Linked DNA regions of Triticum aestivum: region 2 is linked to region 1. The links are chromatin contacts, called in public Hi-C maps. All regions are on one chromosome and are shown on one strand. Each heading gives the region's core, a stretch centred on a gene start, on an enhancer-like site or on the middle of the called end of the contact. The rest is flanking DNA. Distances are from core to core; before and after follow the strand shown. Region 1 holds the start of LOC123112596. Region 2 holds the start of LOC101290656 (protein O-glucosyltransferase 1).

The links. A called contact is a pair of places that touch in the nucleus more often than the background predicts.
Region 2: a Hi-C map of leaf shows a contact between it and region 1, with 4 times the contacts expected there. The contact joins the promoter of LOC101290656 here to the promoter of LOC123112596 in region 1. A contact is called at or near these places in 3 of 5 Hi-C or Micro-C datasets (leaf and root).

What each region holds. Positions count from the first base shown.
Region 1 is chr1B:143,795,638-143,799,643 of IWGSC CS RefSeq v2.1, forward strand. LOC123112596 reads left to right here and starts at 1,654. Exons shown (of 3, transcript XM_044533627.1): 1 at 1,654-1,959; 2 at 2,468-2,682; 3 at 3,750-4,006. The coding sequence starts at 1,767.
Region 2 is chr1B:143,973,660-143,977,665 of IWGSC CS RefSeq v2.1, forward strand. It overlaps LOC101290656 (protein O-glucosyltransferase 1), which reads left to right and starts at 2,346. Exons shown (of 4, transcript XM_044533666.1): 1 at 2,346-2,693; 2 at 2,913-3,704; 3 at 3,786-3,850; 4 at 3,971-4,006. The coding sequence starts at 2,562.

The DNA.
Region 1 (4,006 bases), core at 404-2,903:
AACTGTTAAGCCACCAAAGATCATCTATAGTATCATTGTGCATCTGTCAACTGTTAAGCTACCAAAGATCATCTATAGTATCATACTAACAAGTGCAAGCAGGTCATCAAAGTTATCTATTCCAGGAATAGCTCCAAAAGCATCTCTACCGTCACGTATCTTCTCACAATAAACTGACCAATCCTGGAAATGATGCGACAACCATTCAATATTCTCTGCGGAAGACAGACCCATGGACATGCGGTCACGTATGTACTTGCGAAGCATTGGAAATCGCATGCTCTCTGAAAAGCTGACCACACTCAGCTTGAGCTGTGGTTTGATTTCTTTCCCAGGAAACTCAGTAATGCCTTTGTAAATTTGGAAGAGCGCATAACCTCCTAAGTTAATGCTACTGAATTCAGAACCCAGTTGGTTATAGTTGCCAGTAAAACCAAGTGATCTTAAATTGGTTCCTGCAATTTCTCCACGCTGTTGCATCTCTAGATAGATATCTTTAAATAGGTACCACTTGCCTTTTCGGTGAAAACCATCAGAATACAGATTATGGAAGGAAAACAATAGTCTAACTGGATCAGTGTTATTGCGCACCCAGTGTTGTGGAGCGAGTAGCACAATAATGAATTTGCCTGCACCCTGGGGCAAGCTTAAAATACCTTCCACCATCCCATTCTGCTGTCCATTCACTTGACCCCAAAGCTGTCTGATATGCTGGATAATTTCATCAAGCAGAGCGTCATAATTACTGCTCATGGTCTCAGGATCCTCGTCCAGCTGCAAGTGGAATGTCGGGGAGTTCTGCAAGTGAAGATTATATAACATGAGCGTAGGATCCAACCATGCAATCAATCGGTAGAAGATACCAATTTATGTTGATGAGATGGTTTAAGGCCGTAAGATCCCATCATCATGTAAAAGTATATGAAGGATAAACAGTATTATCTAGTACTATTTCGTTTGCCAGCAACTTGCGTTTGCTGTATATCGTCCCAATCAATCATCATATATATAACAATAATAAATGCAACAATAAATGTAGGAAATCCGTACGGAACCAAACAAACGCACACGTGACACGAAATCTGCGAGAAATCCAATCCCAGCCAGCCCTACTAACCCAACGCCCCCTACTTGATGGGGGAAATAATCGGACCATGAACTGATTCCAAACCGCACGGACCGCAATTAATAAATAAAGTGATTAAGGCCCAGGATTAAGAAAGGTGGGTTTTGTGCGGAGGCCCATGAGAAAAACGAGGAGGGGGGCGGGGAGAGTGGAGGGGGGTGGCACCTCAAAAGGATCCATGCCGCCAATGCTGGTCCGCCGATCGTCGAACCTCAGCAGATCGTACCAGATTCGGCTAGGGTTTTGCCGGAGGAGCGAGGTTTTTCTGGCTGAGAACGATGGTGAAGCAAGCCGCGCGCCGGTGCGTGTGTGTGTGTGTGTTGAGGGAAGGCAGCGTTTTTCGTTGTCTTGTCCTTGGTTGGGGGGTGATCGTGAGGGCTACTATGGGCCAGAATGGCCCAACGAGTCCAACACGATGATGCCCACTGTGTTGGACGACACACAGTGAATGGGCCTAGGCCTCTGACCGTCGAGCGCGCGCCTAAAAGGGCCCAAGTTGTGATATGATATGGCTCCTCTTTCTATTTCGAGATCCCCGACTCGTCCATCTTTCTCAACTAAAAAAAAACTCTTGGATCGACCAAACCCTAGAGAGAGAGAGAGAGAGAGAGAGAGAGAGAGAGAGAGAGAGTCCTCTTCCATGGCCGGCGGCGATTCTTCTCCCGTGGCGGCGGCTGCTGCGGCGAGAAAGTGGGAGTGGGACCAAGAAGAGTATCGGTGCGAGTCGCCGGAGGATTCATTGGACCCGCGATACAGCGAGTACGACCCCAAGCAGGGTCGTTTCATATACGTCCGCTACTTCTTCAACGGCAAACTCGACCTGGACGAGGAGTGTACGTTCCAATCCAATCCAATCCCCCTTAATATGCATCTCGTTATGTTCGGTTAAACCTCTTTTGGAGGTGGATTTTGATTCATAGCAGATTTTATCCTCCCCAATCCACTCAAATCCCCTTCATACCCCTCCCCTTGCAACAGAACAAGCCTATCCATCCTTGTTGCTTCGTTGTGCATGTCTAATTCATTTCAATTCAAACACCAGTCAGTCAGTGTCATTCATTCATCAAAATAAATCTGAAGGTTACTTTCACTTTCTGCTAGATTTATTCGGAAGCAAAGGCTGCCACTTTCAAATTCATTCCTCAATTAGGCTCGGTTTACACCTACATACTCCCTCCGTTCCGAATTACTCGTCTCTGAAATGAATGTATCTAGAACTAAAATACATCTAGATACATCCATACGTGTGACAAGTAATTCGGAATGGAGGGAGTACATACATACATACTCTTTTGTTACTCTCTTTGATTGATTTATATGCGTTTTCTTCTCATTTGACAGCACCTGTTGGTCCCATGCGACATACTGGTAAAATCTTCAAAGAGGGATTCCGGCTCAAAAATTCAGTCAATGTTGTTTCCATCAAGATTGTTTCCTCTGACTATGGCTACCCACTCTATGTCTACGGTACCATCATAGCCAGGGACAGTCTGGATCGAAAATGTGTCTATATATTCCGGCGCGACCAGGATGATTGCCAGCTCATCACCTCAAAGGTATTACTGCCACAGACACATACAATATATCAATGTGTGTTTTCTTGTACTGGTACCTCATATCAGTCCTCTGGTTTAATAAAAAAACTGCTGATTTCCTGACGGTGAAATTTTGAGTTAAGTTGTGCACAACGTCTATCAATGATTACTTATGAATGTTGTATGTCAGTAATCCATATTTGGGATTTGTATGTTATACTTGAATAACGGATCTAGTTTTGTATCTGTTCCATACTCGAATGTACACATACTTGAGCCAACCAGCGAATCTGTATTGGATACCGTATCAGATACCGATTTGCCTCCGATACTCCCCCTATGCGTATCCATGGAGGATCCTTGAATAAATGATTTAAAAGAATTACAATACTCCCCCGATACTTGCCAATACGTTTTGGATACGGCCCAGCCCAGCCCTCTCAACCCAGTAAAGAAGCAATCAGCAACCCTAGTACCCCGATGGCCCCCATCTGTTCCCTCCCAAGTTTCTTTCCTCCTTCTCAAGCTCACACCAGGTGGTGGCTGTTCACCCAGTGCCAGCGGCTAGCCGGCGACGAGCTGCCCCTCCTCCTCACCAATGTCCTTGCTCAGGCGAGGCTAGTAGCTGCATGCTCAGGAGAGCAAACATGAAAGTAATATGCTGTTCCTAAGTTCTATACTTTATTTTTGAATTAAAAAATAGTAAAATGTATCCCCGTATTGGCACTTTTTCAGAATGGCGAATTTACGTATCCATATTGGCCCGATACCGATACTCGTATCCTTATTGGTGCTTCGTAGGTTCCGTATGATGTTGATTTTAACGATACTTCAATTAGTTGTCTTATTATAGCGAATAGTGTTAGGAGCCAGGGGTTTATCATTTGCGTGCGTGAGTTCATGGCACTACAGCAATCTGCACAATAAGAAAAGGAGAAAAAATAACATGGGCACAGATGTAGCACAATTTTTCTGAGTCTAATTACCTTGTTTCGTCATTCAAAACATAGCTAAAAATTGAACCCCAAATATTCAATCAATTCCAGAAACAAGCATCTGGAATTTATCTATTCAAATTGGTCTTGCAGGATGATTCATTGATTTTGACTGGACCCAAGAGAGGATTCATGGTATGTGATGATATATTCTTCGAAATCAATCTGAAGGTGAAGGATGTGCATGGGATGACTGTCGATGATGATAGACTCAGTAAAGGCCTGATGGAGGTGGATGCTATCCGCAGGCTGGAATATAGTCCCAGATATGTGGTTGATACGGAAACACTTGTCAGCATGCACAGCATATTGGATTTAAACTATACATTCATTAGGAGGTCGGTGGAGGG
Region 2 (4,006 bases), core at 1,096-3,595, 180 kb after region 1:
CGCCACCGGCGGCGGCGGGGGGAGGGAGGCCGGGGAGGGGGCGGGGGGCGGCGGCGCTAGGGTTGGCTCCCAGAGTCGTCCGCGGGAGCGAGTCGGGAGCGGGGAGATTTTTTTTCTCTCTCTCGGGTCCAAAGGAATTGATTATACGTACATGATGTCTTAATTTCGCACAAATAAGGATTTTATATGATTGCGCGTAAATATGATGTTATCTTATTCGTGTGTATTGCCATAGCTTTTTTATGAAAGGGTGACGCTCTGGCACATTTTTGTGGAGACTTCAAATTTCAAGTTTTATGAAAGTGCCTCTACGCAATTTTAATTTTTTTTTAAACAAGGCCTCTTCGCAATTTATATATACAAGTTTTTCGACACGTGTAATGGAAATATCAAAAGGCGGAGGCTGACATGTACTTGGAAGTTCGAAGTTGGAACACATATTGTTTAGAACTATTATGTATTGTGCGATAGCGAAATGAGATGAGAAAGGAAGAGCATGCATGTCTGTGACTTGTGCACAGTGTACACATGATACCACCGACTTTTACAAAAAGTAATCCTATGAGTGCGTTGTAGGTTTCATTGTACGTACCCGCCAGACCTACTCACAGGAGGGTGCGATTTCAGGCTTGTTAAGGGCATCTACAGGCTTGTTAAGGGCATCTACAACCATATTTGACTAATTTGGCCACTTATACTTCCGCGGACTCATTCAAACAGCATTCGGGTATTTCCACTTTAACCTTCATTTGTGTATGTTGTGTACCTCGAATTATGTGATCAGATGTATATGATTGGTGGGCCACGTCTGACATGGCGGACTGCCCAGACACCCTCGTTTATATCCTCCTATATGGGTTGAGTTTGAGGATTTGAATACGGCCTGAACATATGATAAGAATTTGGGGGGGTCCTATTAGGTGGTCTTTTTCTATTCTCCCGGGCCATGTCTAGACTATCCACATGGACATATGATGATTGTTTGAGGAGTCCGATTGAAGATGCTCTAACAAGTCAAGTTTGATACACAAACAAGTCAATACTAGAGAATGGAAATAAAATACACAAATTTAGGCAAGATAGAAATGCTTAATTTATAGCCTAATTGATAACTATATATTTCAAGTAATCCAATGGAAAACTTCTATTCAATACTTATTCTAGTGTCTATGAAGTATTTGAGTGTTTCTGGTTTACGAAATACTTATATTTTAAAATTGTCTCTCTCTCTATCTCCAATATATCTTCACTCCTCTCTTATATATGTCTGTAACAGAAAATCACATTTAAGTAAATGAATACTCTGGAACTTCTTGAGCTTCTTTGTCTAGGGGCTCTTGTTATGACTCTAAACAAAGAAGCTAAAGATGATGGTCTATAGCGGACTCATATTTGAGGCGCCAGCCGGTTCATCGGGGTGATTGCGTGCTGTTGTTGGGGTACAACAGGATGGTGATCTATAGCAGACTCCTGCAAGTCGGATGCGAGTTTTCCAAACCCAAAATTCATGGTGGGTGCACGTCGAATTTTGTGGACTTGCGCTAGCTAGCAGCGTCTTCTTCCCTAATAATATATGTTCTTGATTGGATGTTTGGTAGGGGCGTAGGGCAATGTTTCCTTGGGAGTCCTTCCTTGGACATTTTCTCAAGGAGAATTAAGCTTAACTCGGGTCTCATGCGAGTTGATTGGTATCTCTGCCCTTAATGTTAGCCTGCCATATTAGGTTCCACAGTTTCCCCCCACCATCAGGAGCTCCACTATGTTGACCCGTATCTGCAACATGATTGCACTCGTTGAATGTCATTCTATATGCACCCCTAACCAAAAAAAAAAAAAAAAAAAACTCTATTCTTCTCATTGTGTCAAGCAATGAGGTCATCCCATGCCAATAATGGAATACACATGATAAGCACAGCATGGGCGTCATGAGGAGTGGATAGCTGGAACAAGACGTTCGGCACCCATTTGAGCCTCGATCTGTTCCCTTTTCCGGATATGATATAGTACTAAGTTGTAGTACATCATGATGATGCAGGGCCCATTAAAACCATTAGAAAACGTATTATTATTTTTGACATGACATTTTGGTATTGATAATAATAAAGAAGGCGGGTACACCATCTCAAAAAAGAAACTACTGATAAAGAAGTTTGGATACCCTTTGGGTGGCCGGGACTCCATCTTCCCCCCTTTTTGTGGCAACCACTCAAGATCGGAGTACCGAAGATTTGGTAATTACAACATGTTTTATATTGATATAAAAAATGATAGTGGCAGTTAATTTAACGTGGTTGGGGCCTAAGACCGGGTAAACCTCACCCTTGTAACAAACTTTCAAAAGAAGAAAACCAGAGAGAAACGTTGGATGGTTGTGGCATGCAGCAGATAGCAGTCGATCGATCGATCGATCGACTTTCAGTTGCACAATTTGAGGGGAGGATGCCAAGAATGGCGCAGGATCTTATCAGTCCACACCTGCACTCGTCACCTCCCACTTCCTCCTCCACTTGCACTCGCACTACGTCCGCTCGTTCCGCCGTCTCCGGCCACCTGCGTGCTCCATGGGCGGCTACACGACGGAGGGCGGCGGCGCCCGTGCCGCCCGCGCCGGACGGTACCCTCCCCTCGCCTCCCTCGTCGTCTCCACCATCGCCGCCTTCTCCGCCGTCATCGTCATCGCCGTCCTCCACTCGGTTCGTCGTGTCCCCGTTGATTCTTCCATTTCTTGGGTTCCCGTCCGGTTCTCTGCGGATCGGGTGGAATTGCGAAGTTCTCTCGATATTGATCACGACGAACAATGCGAATCTCTCTCGCGTGCTTCGTCGACTCGTTTCATGTCGATTGACACCTTTCGTGTATGCATCCACGTCGATGGTGACCATGGTTTCTCGGCGCGGTGATTAATGTTGCAGGCGTACGACGACGCGCTGTCCCGGACGCGGACGCTGCTGGGGCACAACCTGGAGCCGACGCCGTGGCACCCGTTCCCGCACGACAAGGGCCGCCCGCCGCCGCGCGCCGCGCTCCGGTGCGCCTCCTACCTCTCCTGCCTCCCGCCGCTCTCGCAGCCGAAGCCAGCGGCGGCGGCGGCCAACGCGTCGCGGCCGCGGCAGTGCCCGTCCTACTTCGCCGCCATCCGCCGCGACCTGGCGCCCTGGCGGCGGCGCGACGGCGGCGGCGGCGGCATCACGCGCGCGCTCCTCGAGTCGGGCCGCTACCGCGCGTCCATGCGCGTCACCATCACGGGCGGCGGGACGCGGCTGCACGTGGACCTCTACTACGCCTGCGTCCAGAGCCGCGCGCTCTTCACCGTGTGGAGCCTGCTGCAGCTCATGCGGCGGTACCCCGGCCGCGTCCCGGACGTGGACCTCATGTTCGACTGCATGGACCGGCCCGCCATCAACCGCACGGAGCACACCGGCGAGGGCGCGCCGCCGCCGCCTCCCCTGTTCCGCTACTGCACCACCCGCGACCACTTCGACATCCCGTTCCCGGACTGGTCCTTCTGGGGCTGGCCGGAGACGCACATCGAGCCGTGGACCCGGGAGTTCAGGAGCATCAAGCAGGGCTCCAGGCGGGTGAAGTGGCCGGACAGGGTGCCCACGGCGTACTGGAAGGGCAACCCGGACGTGGCGTCGCCACTACGACTCGCTCTGCTCGCCTGCAACGACACCAACCTGTGGCGAGCCGAGATCATGCGCCAAGTAATCCATCGTCCATCTCTATCCATTTGAATGCACGTGTGGCGAGCCGAGATCGAGCTGAACAATCACATTTTCATGCAGAACTGGGAGGAGGAGGCCAAATCCGGGTACCAGAACTCCAAGCTCTCCAGCCAGTGCACGCACCGGTAAACCGCCTTCGTCTTCTAGCTCTGTCCATCCATGGGGGCAATGGCGTGCCGATTCTCGTGCTCCGACCGATGGACCAGCTCACGCTAACGTGTTTATGATGGGCGGGCGCGGCGCAGGTACAAGATCTACGCGGAGGGGTTCGCGTGGTCGGT